Linked DNA regions of Mus musculus: region 2 is linked to region 1. Evidence: chromatin contacts called from public Micro-C data. All regions are on one chromosome and are shown on one strand. The core of a region is the stretch at or near the end of the contact, and the rest is flanking DNA. Distances in the headings are between cores, read along the strand shown. Region 1 holds the start of Cep41 (centrosomal protein 41). Region 2 holds the start of Lncpint (long non-protein coding RNA, Trp53 induced transcript).

What was found. A called contact is a pair of places that touch in the nucleus more often than the background predicts.
Region 2: a Micro-C map of embryonic stem cells shows a contact between it and region 1, with 2.7 times the contacts expected there. The contact joins the promoter of Lncpint here to the promoter of Cep41 in region 1. A contact is called at or near these places in 2 of 484 Hi-C or Micro-C datasets (both in embryonic stem cells) and 1 of 115 datasets of contacts at active chromatin or transcription factors (memory CD8 T cells).

The regions. Positions count from the first base shown.
Region 1 is chr6:30,691,953-30,696,492 of GRCm38.p6, reverse strand. It overlaps Cep41 (centrosomal protein 41), which reads left to right and starts at 2,744. Exons shown (of 11, transcript NM_031998.3): 1 at 2,744-2,856. The coding sequence starts at 2,824.
Region 2 is chr6:31,216,956-31,221,291 of GRCm38.p6, reverse strand. Lncpint (long non-protein coding RNA, Trp53 induced transcript) reads left to right here and starts at 2,818. Exons shown (of 4, transcript NR_110471.1): 1 at 2,818-3,218. 2210408F21Rik (RIKEN cDNA 2210408F21 gene) reads right to left here and starts at 941. Exons shown (of 6, transcript NR_040262.1): 1 at 773-941.

The DNA.
Region 1 (4,540 bases), core at 1,495-3,994:
ATGAAGGCCAATAAACTTTATATTTCCATACCCCCTGGAACAAGAGTTTAAAAACAGTCTTACAATATGCTGGACATTACATTTTCTGTTCTTGGAAATTGGATTGTTGGTCTGTACCCTTATGAATGCGTTATCACCCACCCATTTGCTTGATTTCCAAGTTGAAAGCTTTATAGCTGCCCTTGCCATAGCCCAGGTTCTCATCTTGCTTACCCCACTTCATGGACCTCTATCGCTTCACCTATAGCCTTCAAGTTTCTCCTTTCTTCCTTTCCTCCAACCTCTGGGCTTTGGCCCCTTCTTATTCCTTTTCTCCCTCATTTAGTCTCTGAGTATGCTTGCGTGTGTACATGCATGGAAGTCACAGGACAACTTGCAAGTAGTTGGTCCTCCCCTCCCCTTCCACCATGTAGGTTCCAGGGATTGACCTCAGGTCACTCACTTTGGCAGCCAGGACCTTGACAACAAAGCCATCCCACATGTCCGTTTCCAAATTTTCTACCCATAATCCCTATGGTCACTTTGAAGTGGAAATGTAAGGGTTCTCTGAGAAGTCATTTGGATGGTGTTTTGCTATGACAAACACGTGAAGGAAAGTTTCGTTAAAGTGGACACAGGTGGGAAAGGCTAAGGCCGATTCATGAGGGAACTGTGTCTAAAGCAGACACAGGAGAGAGGATGTTCTAAAGCAAGTGCATAAAAGGACAGGTGATGAAGGATTCTTTGCTAACAACACGCATGTATCGGTCTGCTTTACATTGTGTTGTTGAGCTACATTGTATTGTTGATCTGCATTTGTTCGGACACAGTAGAGAAAAATGCACCAAAAAAAACCCTTCTGGTGGTGTGCTGCAGTTTGTTGCGGCTTCCAAGGACTGGGGCTGACTGGATGCCTGTGCTTTAGGCAAGCGTCCTGCTGAGGTAAGACGTGTGCTGAGGCAAGGCACGTGGAGGACACTTGATGTGTGAAAGGCATAAATGGGACTCCAAGGAATGACGGAGACAGAGCCCGGCTTGCTCATACAGTTAGCTGTGCAACACTGGTGGGTCTCGGTGGTCTTTGCTGGCCTTCACTTTCCTGAGAGAGGCACAACAGAGAACTTCTCCTTGGGTTCCCGATGGTCCCTCCTGCTGACTCAAGTTGAGGCTGGGGCCAGGCTGTCTCTGCTAGGTCTTGTCACCACTGTTGCTAAGCCAACTTTACCGAACTGGACCCCTGGTGTATCCGTGAGGTATTTGCAACTAGATCAAGCTGCCGCTGCCTGCTAACCTGTGAATTGAACTGCCGATTTCCAGACAACACTGAGTTGCTCCAAAGAACCTTTCTAAACAGGTCCATTTCCCACATATCCTTTCTTTTCTACTACCTCTGGTGGGGTGGTGGGCTACAAGGAAGGTTAAAGCATTTAAGAACCATCGTTAATAATAGGATTTGAAAAAAAAATTAAAGCTAGAGTTACTCCAACTCCAAGCTGCACAGGGGTTCGCTATGCAAAGATGTGATAAATACACCCTATCTACTCCCTTCTAACCTTTGCAGCCCCCAATCCTTCATTCTAATAGAATGATGAGTGGGAATTTTAGAAGGGTTAAAGACTAGACATGGTAAAGGGATTTAAGATAAACCTTGGTAGGTATTAAACACTAAACACAGTACAAGGGGCAGTTAGGACAATAGTCCAAGATCCTGGAGGTCCAGTCTGAATGACTTGATCCAAGATACGGCCCTAAGAGCAGGTTCCTGAAGTTGCTATGAGGCACGACAGGGTATGAGAGACCACGTTGTTGACTAGGTCATCTGCGTAGACCCTGCCATAGTTCACATGGATGTTGTTATTAACACAGAGCTAGCCAGTATGAACAAACCAATGGAACCTTTCTCTATTCCTGGAAAAAAAAACGACTTAGAGCACAGGACAAAGGGTTACTGTGCTGTTTCTTCCCTGTAAAATGAAATAGTAATTTTGATGGATTTGGTGGGACATTTAGGAGCCAAGTCAAACTGTGTGGGTAATTGTTTTGTAAAGGTGCTAGGACTTAATTTTCAGATCTGGAATGAGAACAGGTGGTGGTTGGTGGCAGGAGTTACAATGGTTTCCATGACAACGGGATCGGATTTTAGTCATCTTTCCCATCCTCCACAAAACATACTGCCGCTTTCTTCATAAGGTGCTTATTAAATACTTGTTAAATGAATGATGAACCACTGAACGGTGTGTGCTCTTTGCAATTAAGGTTGCTGTTCTTTCGCTAGACTAAAAGCTTTTAGAGCAACAATAATTACTGTGTTTACTTATGATATTTTGCATAATTTGCATAATAACTTAAGACCTGAACATAATAAACTATGCACTCTCGTTCCAGTTGAACATCCCTGGCCCAAATCATGTCCTTTGCCGTGGAAGAAGTAGCCCCGATGTTTGGTTAGAAAGACTTTACAAAGGGTTGGGGGGACCTGTGGTGAATTTGTGTTCTCTCTCCAGCCTGAGGCCAGACCCTCCCCCCCCCCCCCTTCTCAGGTCTGCGCAGGCGCCGGAGCCCCTCCCCCTTCCTTCCCGCGCTCAGGCAGGAGCTGGGCGCCAGGATCCAAGCTGCGCTAGCGGGCGTCCCGCGTTGCCCTTGGCAACCATTGAGCAGCTTTTTTTGCTCTCCCCGCCCGGGCCGAAGCAGTAAACGGAGCTTCTATTGGCTGGCCTGGGCAGCCGAGCCAATCGGAAGAGAGGTTACAGGGAGGCGGCTGAGTGGGGGCTGGAGGGGGGTAGGAAGCTAGATTAGTAGCCAGACGTGAGGCTAGAACCCCGAGCGTGGTCGGTTGGAGCAAATATGTCTGCCCGGAGGCACATTGGGAATCCTGAGGTGAGGGCCAGGTCCGGACCCGAGAGCCGGAGGGGGCGGGCGCACCGGAAAAGGCGCCACGTGGGCAGGGACGAACAGCCGGCCACTTCCGCCGCCCGGAAGGCGGGAAGTGGCCAGCGTGAGGAGGGGGCCGAGCGCAGGGCCTGGGGCGGGGCAGGCCGAGGCTCCACGTCAGTGGCACCCGCCGGTGCCGGGCGTGCTCGCCCCACAAAGACCCACCGGACACCGACGTTCGAGGCTTGGAGGAGCCAAGTACATAAAGACACAGCCCCTGCCCTCAAAGAGTTTACAGTCTAGGAGTGACACCTGCAAACAAAGTAAAAATCAAAGACCCCCAAAACATGGAAGGAGGTGAAGGGGCCCATCACTTCTGAGTTGGGGTACCCCAGGCCAAGCCGCCCTTGCAAAGGGAGCAAAATAGGGCCCTTTGTTCTCCTTTACCCTCAGTGCCCTTGTGCATTTGTAGCAGTTTAATGTCACCCAGTGTTATTTGACCCTTACCAAACAAGTAACCAGACCTACAAAGAGAACGACAGAGTCTCTACAGTAGAGTTCAGTCTAGTGATGGAAATTGGTGAGCTTCGGGAGAGAGATGGAGGAGGAAAGACAGCACTCAAGCTGAGAGAAGGAGGGGCGTTCTTGAGCTGAAAAGGCCCCAACCCATCAAGGCCACTCGTGAGTCAGGTGAAGAGCTTGCTAGAACAGCCTGTGTAAAGCCAAGGAGAGCTTCAACTCCGACCAAGTCCCAGTAGGAGTCTACAGAACAAAAGGCAATTTGAGAGGGGCCTTCTGCACCTTCATAGCAAACACCAGTTGTAGGTCTTGGATTTCTTGTTGAATGCCTGGTGTCGGAAACTGTGGCATGTGTATTGGAGTGCCATGATAGTAATGTCTGTTATTTTGGTGGGGTTTTTTGTTTGTTTGGTTGTTTTTTGTTGTTGTTGTTTGGTTGGTTGGTTGTCTCTGAGACAGTCTCACTATGTAGCTCCAGCTGTCCTGGAACTCACTATGTGGACTAGGCTGGCCTCAAACTTAAAGAGATCCACCTGCCTCTGCCTCATAGATACTGGAATTTAAAGGCATGTGCCGCCACTACTAAACCTTGATAGTGATGTGTAAATATTACACAGTGTCACTTACATTTGGAGTCTAAAGTCCAACTCAGTGAAGTAGAAATTAGAATAATGGTCACCAGAAGTTAGGGATATAGCGTCTGGGACAAAGAGATGCTGGTCGCAGGGTAGAAAGTTTGTTAGGAGAACTAAACTTTTGAGATGGCACAGGAGATGACACAGCAGGGTGACTAAAATATAAATTTAATGTACATCTCAGATTAGCCAAGAGAACATTCCAAACCTCTCCTCACAACAAGGGAGGTAATGACGATATTTACTAACTTAATAATTGCACAGTGTGTGCATGTCAACCTTTTTTTCCTAGAAATAAATTATGTTTTGTCAACTAAAATAATATCAATATTAGATGCCTGTGATGGGGTGGGCTGGGTAGTTCAAGATTGGGAATACCATTATCCTGCCTACTGGTCAGCACGCAAGAAGCTTCTAAGGAGTTTTAGTCATGTGCTCAGACTTGCATTTTAGGCACCATCATAGCCACACTGTGGTGGATGGAGTTGGACAGGCTGTGTCGAGGAGCGGAGACATTGATGAGGTGGTTATGTTGC
Region 2 (4,336 bases), core at 1,569-4,068, 520 kb before region 1:
GGTTTCCAATTCCCCTGGGGGGCGGGGGAGGGGGGAGAAGGGGCAATGGAGGTGAAATTGTCGGGAGTTTAAGGTGGTCTCCTCTTGCTACCTGGAGCAGTATTGTTGTGTCTCTCACAAGCATCCCTCTGAAGGCAGGGTGAACCCTGGAGTGTACAGGTGGCCATTTGTGTAGTGGCAGACTGACTGACAGCTTGGATAGGGCAACATATACCACATTTTCTTTCTCCTTTAAGCCCCATGAATTACCTTGGTGGAAGGAGCTGGTGAAGAAGGGAGGAGGGTGGGCTTTTTCCTATTGATTGTTTAATTGCACCAGAGGCTGCTTGTCTAGGGCCACCGGCCAAGAGCGTTATTTTTGTGGCTAAAGTGGGGTTGGGCCAGTTTCCCAGCCTTTCCCCTAGATTTGAAGAAGACAACCCAGAAAGTCCAGAAAGGCTAGAGGAACCTGGGGTGTGTTGGCCTTTTCATTTCAAGGGTGTCCTACAGCGCCAGGGCTGCTGGGATTAAGTTCCTGCAACCGTGAATCATTGCCTTTAGATGGGTCCTGAGTTCGGGATCTACAACTCCACCCACCGTGTGGCTAAGGACAACTGTCATTAGGCAAATAGTTCTTGCTGCTACTGGCAGACCAACTCTTCTATAGCCTGGGCTCCTATTAGTCGGACACTTGACTCCTTGGGGCTCGGGTAGCTCCTAGCGGTCCCGCCGTCCCACCTAACCCCCCTGCGCGCTCCCTTCCCAAGGCGACCACCTGCGCCTCCCCACTTACCCTCTGCCCCGCGGGGAGGGCCCCTCAGGGTAGCAGAACCCTCCCTGCTCCCAGGCGGCTCAGGGGGAGCTCGGTGTTTGCCTCCAGCCCTTCGCTACCGAGGATCAGGTTCCTCCCCTCCTCCCCCTCCAGCTCCGGCCGCCGCCGCCGCCTCCTTCTTGCATGACACAGCAGAACCGCAGCTGCAGCAGCAAGTCCAAACCATCCGCCCAGGAAGCGCCGCAACCAGGGCTTGGGAGGAGCGGATGGGGCAAGGCAGGGGTCTAACCCAGGGGTAGTCTTGGACCCACTTTCCACCATAAACTCCCTCTTTGCCCAGGGCAAGCCGACAAAATGTGGTTCAAGCTGACCAGGCCGAGCCGTGGAGGAATGCTGGGGTTCGCCCGCAGAAGGGATGGGACCAGAGAGGAGGGGTAAAGGAGACCCCAGTAAAGGGCAGGCCATTTCAGGTGAAGAAAGGTAAGAGGAATCTGTGAAGTCAAGGGCCAGGCTGTGGAGGAGATTAAAGGAGGTCAAAGAGAGGTAAGGGGGTAAGGTTGCTGAGAAGAGAACCAGCTGCTTCTTCCTGCTGCTGCTGCTGCTGGTGGTGGTGGGGTTAAGTATTTGGGAAGGCCTGAGCTGGGTACATAAGCAAAGAGCCTGAGCTGGGCGGTCCAGGCAAAAGAGGGTTAAAAGGATGAAAGAATTAGACTTGAGGTTAGAAGGCCATAAGGATGGGTGTTAGAATTAGAGGGAGACCTAATGCATTCATAAGTGATGGAGAGAGACGGATAATCAAGGCCAGGCCGGAATGTTGGTCCTCTCCCATCCCACTCCTCAGTTACTGAGTTAGTGTTTTCTTATCCTTTTTCCACAATTCTGCCAACCCCGTTTTCCTTATAAAGACGGAAAAGTGTGAACCAACAGAAAAATAGCAATTTAATCATAGATTTTACTTATAGGATGTTTTTCCATGGTACATAAAAATGTAGAGACAGAGAATTGCGATTCGAAGTAGACCCCCCCCCCCACACACCTTGCACACACATACATTGCAAGTCATTAAGACTAAGGACTTCAAACTTAGTTTCCATACATCACTAGACACGAATAAGCCTTTAAACGCTAATACTTAAGTTAAATGCTAGCAGTGGGGACAGAATTGGTGGTTTGGAATATCAGGAAAATGCACGTTTGCGCTCTGTCCACACACACGCATATATATGTATATATAATTTCTAGTGTGTAGCATGCACAGTATGATTAAGGGATAAGCATGTTTCCCTGATCATCTTATTTCCAACCAAGCACGCATTTTATGGCAGTCATCTTGTCACCATTTGGAAGAATGTGGTCAGAAAAGTAGTGCCCAAACTGCCACTTTGGTTTTGTCTGTACCTTACAGGTCATGGCTTCATACCTCACTTCCTGACACAAACAAGTTTTTACTGTTGTCAGCAACAAAGCCCTAATATAGCCGCGGAAGAGAAAAACTGCCTTGCATTTTGCCTCTTGAGAGCATCATCAACAGTTACCGGAGGAATGTAATTCCAGAAAGCTCCGAAACTGGTAGTGATGGTAATTATGGACCAAATGCCCGGTTCTGGTTGTTATTTTCTGGGCATTTCTGTTCTACCAACGATCTGCGAGTGAGCTCACTGAGAGGGCAAATCTGGCTTTTCTTTTTGACTTTGTAAAATTTAATCAGGCCTGATAGGGAACTCACAGCTCTTGGGGGAAAATAAAGTAGGAACCACGAAATGTCATTTTAACAGAGCGTGGGCTTGGTGACTGCAGGAAAGGATTTAAGGACGCTCCTGTTCCGCTTGCTGTGTAATGAGCACTGGCTCCACGCACGCACCGACGCCATAGCTCCCGGATGCAGTGGCTCCCTTATCTGGGCTTTCGCAGCGCCACAAGCCCCTTCGGGATGCTTCGAGGGGCTCCTGGTGGGTGGTGGTACAAATGCTGCCGCCGCCGCCGCCGGCGGTCCTGCTGCTGTTGTTGCTGCTGCAGTCACGTGGGAGCCCCTTTAAGTTTCCATAGAGAGGCCTCTCCGGTGTCACATGATGGACATGATATAATGAAACAACATTGTGGAGAGGAAAGCATTAGGGGAGCCCACGGCTACAAAACAAGTGAGAAGAGGTGGGAGAAAGAGAAACTACGCCACCTCCTCTGCAGCCGAGCGCACGCAGCAGCCTGGCGTGACAAGTGGGCGACGCCAGGGACAGAGAGTGGGGGTCCTCCGCCCGCTCCGGGGACCCTGTCGCCCACCGTGGTGCGCTGAGCAACTTTTAGCCGGCAGCCCCGCACCTGTCTCAGAGTCCCCATCGCTCCCCACCAACCATCATGGGAAAATTCTAGAAGAATACGCTCTCGGAATCTACGTGCGCATCATTTTCCTCCTCACTCCAGAGGAAGGAACCAGAAAAGAGAGCAAAGCGGTGTAGTGTTCAGCCTCAAGGTAAGTTCTTTAGGGTGGGGAAAACGGGTCCAGCAGGACTTGGGGACAGGATTTGGTGCTCAACTCCCACCTTGGGGGTGGAAAAAGCGTCCCCGCACTCTCGGTGAGGCAGATGGGTTGGCGCGTCATCTGTGCTATTTTCCCGGTGGACTCTCTTGACGTCCACCCTCGCAGTCCCCGGGGCCCCCTTACGGTCCCCCACAAGGGGCCTGAGGCAGCGGGCCAGGATGCTCGGCGGGTGAGCGAAGGAAGGTAGGGTTGCTGCGTGAAACGGGCATGTCGGAGCTATTTCGCCATGTTTGTGTTGCTAAGAGCACTTTTTTTTCCCCTTTGCGGTGGCTTGATGCCACATGGCTCCTCCGGAGCTGCTGCCGGGTTGAGAGCGAGTGGTTTTTTTTTTTTTTTTCAATGTCCGCATTCCAGCTAATGTTGCGCAGATAAAATTCAAACTTGAGGTAAACAGACGAAGAGGAGGAGGAGGAGGGGAGGGACCGGCGGGGGGGGGTTGGGGGGGGGGAGGGAGGACTGTTTCCATTTCGAGATCCCACCTCTTCACTCAGAGGAGACCAACATCCCGAACCTAGAGGCAACTCATGCATGGCTCCCACGCCCCCCCACCTCGGCCGTCAACAAGAAGTAAGGGCTGGGGGCGAGCGGTTGGGAGGGACGCGACGTTTTGGTTCTAGGGGGAAGGTGGGGGGAGAGGCAGCCCCTGGGAAGCCGGAGCTTTGACTTCGGCTATTATTTTGGCGGAGGGAAGCAGGATGCGTCCTCTTGCTCTGGAGATGGGGGGTTGTATGTCCCCCCTCTCTATCACTACCTAATCGTGTTGCCTCACTCCCCCCCACCACAGGTTGCCCCCACAGGCGGGATGGGTGGGGCTTTGAGGTTCCAGAAGGCAGGTTACCTAGCAGGTGTGTAGGGTGGGCATTTGGATTTGGTAAGTCGCTTGGATTTGGTAGGAGACCATGGGGGAGGCAAAGCGAGTGCGTAGGTAGAGCTAAGTCTAACGCTTATGTATGGGGGGGGTTGCTTTTAAAACCAAGAGAAAAATCAAGACAGGTCCCCCCCCCCCAATATGTCTGTTTCAGCTCGCAGCGAAGCTGCTGCGTGAGTGT